2 separate regions of the Ovis aries genome follow, and region 1 is linked to region 2. Evidence: chromatin contacts called from public Hi-C data. All regions are on one chromosome and are shown on one strand. Each heading gives the region's core, a stretch centred on a gene start, on an enhancer-like site or on the middle of the called end of the contact. The rest is flanking DNA. Distances are from core to core; before and after follow the strand shown. Region 1 has its middle 180 kb from the start of C23H18orf21. Region 2 holds the start of RPRD1A (regulation of nuclear pre-mRNA domain containing 1A).

What was found. A called contact is a pair of places that touch in the nucleus more often than the background predicts.
Region 1: a contact with region 2 is called in a Hi-C map of hypothalamus, with 6 times the contacts expected there. The contact joins the enhancer-like site here to the promoter of RPRD1A in region 2. A contact is called at or near these places in 6 of 16 Hi-C or Micro-C datasets (hypothalamus, liver, muscle and 3 more).

Annotation. Positions count from the first base shown.
Region 1 is chr23:21,683,970-21,688,461 of ARS-UI_Ramb_v3.0, reverse strand. No RefSeq gene overlaps it. Among named protein-coding and RNA genes, the nearest start is that of C23H18orf21, 180 kb to the right of the region's middle. Within about 2 kb of position 2,366, at least 11 of the 54 cell types and tissues checked have an H3K27ac peak or open chromatin away from gene starts, as enhancers often do. A contact at or near this core is called in hypothalamus and liver, where this site is marked.
Region 2 is chr23:21,417,431-21,422,340 of ARS-UI_Ramb_v3.0, reverse strand. RPRD1A (regulation of nuclear pre-mRNA domain containing 1A) reads right to left here and starts at 3,533. Exons shown (of 7, transcript XM_004020428.6): 1 at 3,228-3,533. The coding sequence starts at 3,378.

The DNA of each region.
Region 1 (4,492 bases), core at 1,117-3,616, 270 kb before region 2:
TCAGTGGTAAAGAATCTGCCTAACAATGTGGGAGAAGCAGGTTCAATCCCTGGGTTGGGAAGATCCCCTGGAGGAGGAAATGGCAACCTACTCCAGTATCCTCACCTGGAGATTCATGGGCAGAAGAGCCTAGCAGGTTACAGTCCTTTTTATTCAGTCACTAAGTCATATCTGACTCTTTGTGACCCCACGGACTGCTGCATACCAGGCTTCCCTGTCCTTCACTGTCTCCCAGAGTTTGCTCAAACTCATGTCCATTGAGTCAGTGATGCCATCCAATCATCTTATCCTCTCCTTCCCCCTTCTCCTCCTGCCCAAATCTTTCTTTCCCAGTATCAGGTTCTTTTCTAGTGAGTCAGCTCTTCCCATCAGGTGGCCAAAATATTGGAGCTTCAATTTCAGCATCAGTCCTTTCAATGAATATTCGGGGTTGATCTTGCAGTCCAAGGGACTCTCAAGAGTCTTCTCCAACACCACAGTTCAAAAGCATCAATTCTTTGGCACTCAGTTCAGTTCAGTTCAGTTCAGTCGCTCAGTCATGTCCGACTCTTTGCGACCCCATGAATAGCAGCATGCCAGGCCTCCCTGTCCATCACCAACTCCCAGAGTTCACTCAGACTCGCGTCCATCAAGTCAGTGATGCCATCCAGCCATCTCATCCTCTGTCATCCCCTTTTCCTCCTGCCCCCAATGCCTGCCAGCATCAGAGTCTTTTCCAATGAGTTAACTCTTTGCATGAGGTGGCCAAAGTATCGGAGTTTCAGCTTTAGCATCATTCCTTACAAAGAACACCCAGGGCTGATCTCCTTTAGAATGGACTGGTTGGATCTCCTTGCAGTCCAAGGGACTCTCAAGAGTCTTCTTCAACACCACAGTTCAAAAGCATCATTCTTCGGTGCTCAGCTTTCTTCACAGTCCAACTCTCACATCCATACATGACCACTGGAAAAACCATAGCCTTGACTACACAGACCTTTGTTGGCAAAGTAATGTCTCTGCTTTTCAATATGCTATCTATGTTGATCATAACTTTCCTTCCAAGAAGTAAGTGTCTTTTAATTTCATGGCTGCAATCACCATCTGCAGTGATTTTGGAGCCAAAAAAAAAATAAAGTCTGACACTGTTTCCACTGTTTCCCATCTATTTCCCATGAAGTGATGGGACCAGATGCCACGATCTTCGTTTTCTGACTGTTGAGCTTTAAGCCAACTTTTTCACTCTCCTCTTTCACTTTCATCAAGAGGCTTTTTAGTTCCTCTTCACTTTCTGCCATGAGGGTGGTGTCATCTGCATATCTGAGGTTATTGATATTTCTCCCAACAATCTTGATTCCAGCTTGTGCTTCTTCCAGCCCAGCGTTTCTCATGATGTACTCTGCATAGAAGTTAAATAAGCAGGGTTAGCCTTCTTTATTGTCCAACTCTCACATTCATACATGACTACTGGAAAAACCATAGTTTTGACTACATGGACTTTGTTGGCAAAGTAATGTCTGTGCTTTTTAATATGCCATTTAGGTTTGTCATAGTTTTTGTTCAAAGGAGCAAGCATCTTTTGATTTCATGGCTGCAGTCACCATCAGCAGTAACTGTGAATCCCAAGAAAATAAAATCTGCCACTGTTTCTACTTTTTCCCCATCTATTTGCCATAAAGTGATGGGACCGGATGCCATGAGCTTAGTTTTTTGAATGTTGAGTTTTAAGCCAGCTTTTTCACTCTCCTCTTTCACCCTCATCAAGAGGCTCTTTAGTTCCTCTTCACTTTCTGTTGTTAGGGTGGTATCATATGCATATCTGAGGTTGTTGACATTTCTCCAGCAATCCTGATTCCAGCTTGTGCTTCATCCAGCCTGGCATTTTGCATGATGTACTCTGCATATAAGTTACATAAGCAGGGTGACAATATACGACCTTGACGTACTGTTTTCCCAATTTGGAACCAGTCCCTTGTCCCATGTCCAGTTTTAATTGTTTCTTCTTGACTTACATACAGATTTCTCAGGAGGCAGGTCAGATGGTCTGGTATTCCCATCTCTTGAAGAATTTTCCACAGTTCGTTGTGATCCACACAGTCAAAGGCTTTAGCATAATCAATGAAGCAGAAGTAGATGTTTTTCTGGAACTCTCTTGCTTTTTCGATGATCCAGCGGATGTTGGTAATTTAATCTCTGTTACCTTTCCCTTTTCTAAGCCCAGTTTGTACATCTGAAAGTTCTCAATTCACATACAGTTGAAGCCTAGCTTGTAGGGCTACAGTCCATGGGGGTCACAAAGAGACATGAAGAGTCAGGCACAACTGAGCGCCGCTGTTCACAATAACGGCCCTCAAATCCAAAAACAAAAAGTGTAGTAGGTAGCTTGTCCAGCAGGTGGCACTGTTATACTAGGCAATGCCTCTGCGTAGCGTGGCAGCCATTAAACCGTTGAAACTGTTCTCCACTAGCTGGAATTCCGTTTTGTTTCTGCTGGAGCACCAGGGGTGGTTTAGGGAGGGGAGGATGTGGCCTGGATGTTGCTCTAGCACTTCTGTACCCGCGGGGACCCCGGGCAGGAGAATCCCCTCCGTCACTCACCCAGTGGGAAGGCACTAAACACCTCGGTTCTGCCCCTCCGTTCCGTGGCAGAAGTCACAACCACAGGACGGTGAATGGCCCATAGGACCTCGCCCACAAGGCCACTGAAGGTTTCATGCCCTTCTGCAAACTTTGCCAGAACCCTGTCCTTTGAGTTTCGGAGCCTTTTTAATCCAGGAGAACATGGACCCAGGAGTCTCACCTGCACAGGAGGCAGGGATTACAGTGATGAGAGTCCCTTACACCAGGACGCCACGTTTTCCCCTGGCTGGGTTATCAGGGAACAAACAGGGCCGTGGAGCTAGCCCTTCCCACCGGCGGACGGTGGGAGCAGCAGGAAAGAAACAGGGCCAGTTTCCTGTCTCCCCTCCTCCAGGGTCTCCACCTGAGCTTGCCACTTACTGCTCCCAGGGTCTGGTGCCTGGTGCGTGGGCCCAAGGGTTTCTTTCTTCCTCTGTGCAGGCCACCACCTTCCCATCAGCATCCTCCGTCCTTTGTGCCCAACCCCGTGACACCAAATGGCCCAGGCAAAACAGGGGTCAGGGCTTCACATTCTTTGCATGCACAGTAAAAGATGTAGGAGAGCAAGGTGCTCAAAGAAAATTGTCTCTCGCAACACTGAAGAAATTATGTGAAGAGGTAATGTCAAAAATATACTGGATAACTTAAAATGGGATACTAAAAATATTTTAAGGGAATTCTCTAGTAGTTCAGTGGTTAAGACTCTGCTTCTATTGCAAGGGGCAGGGGTTGGCCCCCTGGTTCAGGAACTAAGATCCTCCCACATGCCACCCACACAGCCAAAAAAAGTGTAAGTATCCTAAACAAAGGTAGGCAGGGGAAACACAAGAATGAAAAACAGAGGGCACAAATGGGAAACGAAAAGGGGAGGTCTGGATCTATGCATGTTAATAATTATGTTAAGTGTAAATACGGTAAACACACCAATTCAAGAAACAGTTTGGCAGAATGGATTTTTTTTAAAAATGACCCAAGTACCTGCTATCTGCAAGAAACTCTCTTCACATGTGAGCTCAGTCGTGTCCGACTCTGTGGCCCCATGGACTGTAGTCTGCCAGGCTCCTCTGCCCACCACATTTTCCAGGCAAGAATACTGAAGTGGAGTGCCATTTCCTACTCCGGGGGATCTTTCCGACCTAGGGATCAAACCCATGTCTCTTGCATCTCCTGCACTGGCAGGTGGATTCTTAACCTCCAGCGCCACCTGGCAAGCCCCTATTATAATATAGGTAGGTTAAAAAGAGAAAGTATGAAAAAAAAAAAAACCACAAAACCTTGGAAACCCCAACGAATCAAAGAAGGGTAGCTATAGTAATATCAAAGTAAACTTCAGAGCAAAGAAATTAGCAGATTTAAAGAGAGACATTACACATTGTTAGAAGAATCAATCCACCAAGAAGGGAAAACACTTCTAAATGTATAAACACCTGAGAGTAGAGCTTCAAAATATAAGAAGCAAAAACTGTCAGAGCAAGAAAGTGGTGGCTCAGTTCAGTCCAGTCGCTAAGTCGTGTCCGACTCTTTGCGACCCCATGAATCGCAGCACGCCAGCACTCCCTGTCCATCACCAACTCCTGGAATTTACCAAACTCATGTCCACTGAGTCGGTGATGCCATCCAGCCATCTCTTCCTCGGTCGTCCCCTTCTCCTCCTGCCCCCAATCCCTCCCAGCATCAGAGTCTTTTCCAATGAGTGGTAGACATATCTACAATGAAATTTAGAAGCTGCAGCACTCTTCTCTGAAAAAAGTGAAAGCGTTAGCTGTTCAGTCCTGTCTCTTTGTGACCCCATGGACTGTAGGGCTCCACGGGGCTCCTCTGTCCACAGGATTCTCCAGGCAAGAATTATCTGGCTACTTTTGTTTGTGTTACACAGAGAAGCTCTCTTCTGTATGTA
Region 2 (4,910 bases), core at 2,284-4,783:
TGCAACTCCAGTCCTTTGGCCACCTCATGCAAAGAGTTGACTCACTGGAAAAGACCCTGATCCTGGGAGGGATTGGGGGCAGGAGGAGAAGGGGACGACCGAGGATGAGATGGCTGGATGGCATCACCAACTCGATGGACGTAAGTTTGAGTGAACTCTGGGAGTTGGTGATGGACAGGGAGGCCTGGCATGCTGTGATTCATGGGGTCGCGTAGAGTCGGACACGACTGGGCGACTGAACTGAACTGAACTGAATGCTTATAGGGTAGGTAATTGTATCTCAATAGAGCTCTAATTATTTTGGTAATTATATCTCAACAGAGCTGTTACAAAACAAGAAAATGCTCACTTCTGTTTTTGGTTACACTGTGTTGTATGTATCAAGGATATAGCTACTTTGTTCTTCTTAGGGGCCCTGGGGTACATATCTCCAAAAAGAAATTATCTTTCTTTCAGGGAGACAAAGATAAGCAGACAAGCAGGGGAAACCGTCATAACTGCATTTGACATAGCATTTCACCTACTGGTTCTTACATTTTCATCAGTACTTTTCCCTACCAATGTCATTTAACCACTTCAAGAAACTAAAAAATGCGAAGCTTAATACAAAATGTTCAACTAATTTTCCTTAGTTTATTTCTTGACATTCCAAATTTGATCAATCCTTTGTAAAATACTTATTCTGCAGAGATAATGTGAGGATTCAAGATATCACAATAAGATGTCTAAAATAATGCCTGGTTCTCAGTAAATTACTGTCATCATCATTATACTAAAGAAAACAAAGGATCCTAAAGTTGATAAGCAAAACTGCAGAGAACGGGGAGGACATAAAGGTTATGTGTGCCCTACAAAGGCACAATCATGTCACGGAAAGGAAACACTTGGCAGAAAATCCCACATCACACTGAAAAATGCAGCAGCGTGATCACCTCCACAATTACCATCATTTCTATCTTCACCATCAACACCCAACACTTCTCTCCCCTAAAGCATCTATTTACATGCCTTTAATTTTTTCTATTTATGGAATATTTAAACCTATGAAAACATTCCCAAACTCAGCTAACAGAGAATCTTATCATTTTCAATACATGTTTCAAATATATGTACTATGTGCTACACAGATCTGTTTTCATTTCCTCTCTCCCACTATCTTGGCCTATGGGGTCAAGCATGTTTTCAGACTTTCACTACATGGCATAATGGTCTGCACCTTGCTTTCTTAGCTCAACATTTTCCTTGTTTGTTGTTTTTTAATTCAGTCATGTTGTTTCATGTAGATCTAGTTAATTCATGAAAACTGTATTATATTAATATTGTATGAATGTAAAAACACAGTTGTCCATACTCTAATGAGATGTCTACACTGTTTATCTATTTTTATTAACAGGCTACAATAATTTCTTGAGTTTCCAGGATATAGTCATAGAACTAGTAGGTCAAAGGACATATGCCTTCAACTTCATTAGAGGTTACTAAGTTCATCTCCTTTTTCACAACTAGCAGCAGTATAAGAGAGTTCTTGTTTCCTGTCCTCCTCACCAATCCTTGGCACTGTCATACATTTTGCAGGGCCATTCTCCCTCCGTTTGCAGGATCTTAAGTTCCCTGACTAGGGATCAAACTCAGTACTCTCCCCACTTCCCGCAGTGAAAGCTTTGGGGCCTAACCACTGGATCATCAGGGAATTCTCTGTCATACTTTTAAACTTTGCAAACCAAACGGTCTAATGCAGTACTTCATTGATTTATGTCTTCTTGATTAGTAAGATGAGTATCGTTTACTGGTCTTTCACGATTCTGCTTATGTGAAATGCCTTTAACAGTAATGGCCACTTTTCTACTGATCTGTGGTAGTTCTTAAGAATAGTCTGGGTAACAATCCTTTTGCTCTTTCTCCCTCCCCTCCAACATAAACAATATAAAACTGTTGCTGATTTTCATATCTAATAAGGTAGATAAGCAAAGATAATTCCTGCCTTCTCAAAGTTCATAGCTATTTTCCAGACATTTATGTCTGTGTTTCTCAAACCTTTTTGGCCACTCACAAGTGAATTTCTCCATGAGGGCCAATAAACACACACTTAACATATGAAGTGAAAAACAGGACTCTACATCAGTTTTTTCTAAGTAATTAACAACAAGCAAATACACAAGAAAATCACAGCTTGTCTCCTTTCTATATAAATAATTTGGATAGGGTATTAATACAACATATGGCTTTCGTATGGATCAGTACACAAGCATTTATTTGATTAATAACTGTTAGCTAAAATGCTTAATTCATAATATCAGGTACATCCGGATGCCTGAAACAATAATTAAAGAGTCTACTCTCTTTATCCAATAAATTAAGGTATAAATCCAGACTAAGCAGATCAAATATTTTAATTTTCAGTCGCACCATCATACAGTCGGTTCTCCTGGAAAAATTTGCTCTGCAGTAATGAAATGATTCTTCTAGATATTTTAGTGACAGCAGATTTCAGCTGGAAAAAAGTTAACTTCACTTACAGAAGCACTATCGAATGCTTTGTAAAATAAAGACACTACCCTAAAGACGTGTAATAATAGACCAAGAAAGTACCTTAGATCACTTAACTAATACATTTTCAGGTGAGCCACGTGCAATCCAGAAATTAAGAAATCTCCCTAATCCAGGTCCTCCTAGAATCTACAGTCCTCTAAAATCCACAAATTCAGGATTCTTTCCATTACATCATGCATCTTATTTTAGACTCCCCCAGTCTAAAAACTGATTCCTGTCTTGATTTTACAAGATAGTTTTGTGTTATAGAAATAAAATCATCTCCCAACCCCATAACAATCTTTTACTTTCCATACTTCCCAATTTTGCCCTTCCCCCTATCCTCCATTAGACTGTACACAATGAAAAAAAAAAAAAACCTGACTGCTAAATTTCTGAGTGTAATTAGTAGTGGAGTCCTGAGCCCCTGGCTACTGTTTCCACGTTAAACATAGCACTAATCCTTTATATCTTATCCAACAACACCTACTAAACATCGCTTCGCAGGAAGCGCGGTGCACGCCGCTCCTCCTCGCCGGCAGCCCACCGACGCCAGGGAGCCCGGGGCGCCGGGTAGGGGCGGTGCAGGGCACCCGGGGGCTGGGGTCGCTGGGGGAGTGGGGATCCCAAGGAGCGCGGGGAGGGGGGTCCCGGAGGCGCCAGGGAAAAGGCCGGGGGGCGAGGAGCGGCCGACTCACCTTTCCGCAGCTCCCGCTCCCACACGGTGACGATGGGTCGCGAGTGCTTGCGATGGTGGATGAGCCACAGGGACAAGGTCTGCACGCTCTGCTGCGAGTTGCTCAACTCCGACAGCTTCTTCTCCAGCGCCGCCTCGGAGAAAGCGGACATCCCTCCGGCACCGCGTTTGCGCCGTCCCACGCGGTGGGGCTGAGCGGAGGAGACTTTCGCCGCCCCCGCCGCGGCCTCGCCCCCTCACCCCACCCTTCCCCACGCCCTCACCACCACTGCCGCCACATCCAACACCGGCCGCAAACCAGCAAGATGGCGTCCAGCCGGCAGTGACGTCACGGCTGGCCGATGCCCCGCCCCCCGACCAGGCGCGGCCGAGAGGCGGGAACTCCTAGCGGAAGAGGCGGGACCGAGGCTAGTGCTGAAGAGGCGGGACCGAGGCTAGTGCTGAAGAGGCGGGGCGGGTCTGGGCGGGAGGCGGGGCGGGCCTGGGCGGGAGGCGGGGCGGGCCTGGGCGGGAGGCGGGGCGGGCCTGGGCGGGAGGCGGGGCGGGCCTGGGCGGGAGGCGGGGCGGGCCTGGGCGGGAGGCGGGGCGGGCCTGGGCGGGAGGCGGGGCGGGTCTGGGCGGGAGGCGGGGCGGGGTTGGCCAAGCTCCTAGGAGAAGGTCTGTTTCCCAAGCGGTAGTTAAAATCTACATAGGTATTTAAATTTAGTACAGCCACTTTGGAAGATAATATGGCGTGATATAGTCCATTTTATTATACACCTTTCTTGTGACCCTGCGATTTCCCTAACTGCTAACAATGCTAGGAAAACACTAGCACGTTTGCCAGGCCTAGAACCTTTCTTCTGGGGGAAACTATGTCTCCAAAGGGGTAATTAAAAATCCCTTGAACACCAGGCGTTGTGTGGTCCAGCTGCATAACAGAGAGGGGTTGGGACTTTAAGTAAATGGCTAAATTATTTGTGATAGTTCATATTACAGAATACATGCAGTAGTTTAAAAGATTTATAAATCCAGTGGTGGGTTGTGTTTTTTTTAAGTTGCAAAAAAAAGATACAGAATAATGTTTCTTTTATAAAAATGTATATTTTATAAGAATTCATAAGTATATAAAGGCATGGCAAAAAGGTCTAGAAAAATACACATTGCATTAATAGTGGTGTAAAGACAGGATAAGAATTGGCGCCCCTTAAGCTCTGAATTTTTTCATCTTTCACAAGAACATATTCATGTATTACAGAATTTAAAACTAATTTCAGAATTCTCATAATTCAGCACATTTTGACATAGCATTTGTCTGAATTATGATACATCACAAAAGAAACAGAAGAGGAGATACTATCATATTCTAAATATGAATGCAAAAAAAAAGGTACATAAGAAACCACAGGAATGCCTAAGCCATGTTTTGAGACGCACTGCTTAAGAACTTTCCACCAAGTAGGCATCAAATAGACCTATTTATTTGAAGCAGGGGCTGCAAAACATTGTAGATGTGTGTTAGTCACTCAGTCGTGTCCAGTTCTTTGCCACCTCATGGACTTAGCCTGCCAGTCTTCTCTGTCCATGGAATTCTGCAGGCAAGAATACTGGAGTTAATAGCCATTCCCCTCCAAGGGATCTTCTCGACCCAGGGATCAAACCCAGGTCTCTTGCATTGAAGGCTGATTCTTTACTGTCTGAGCCA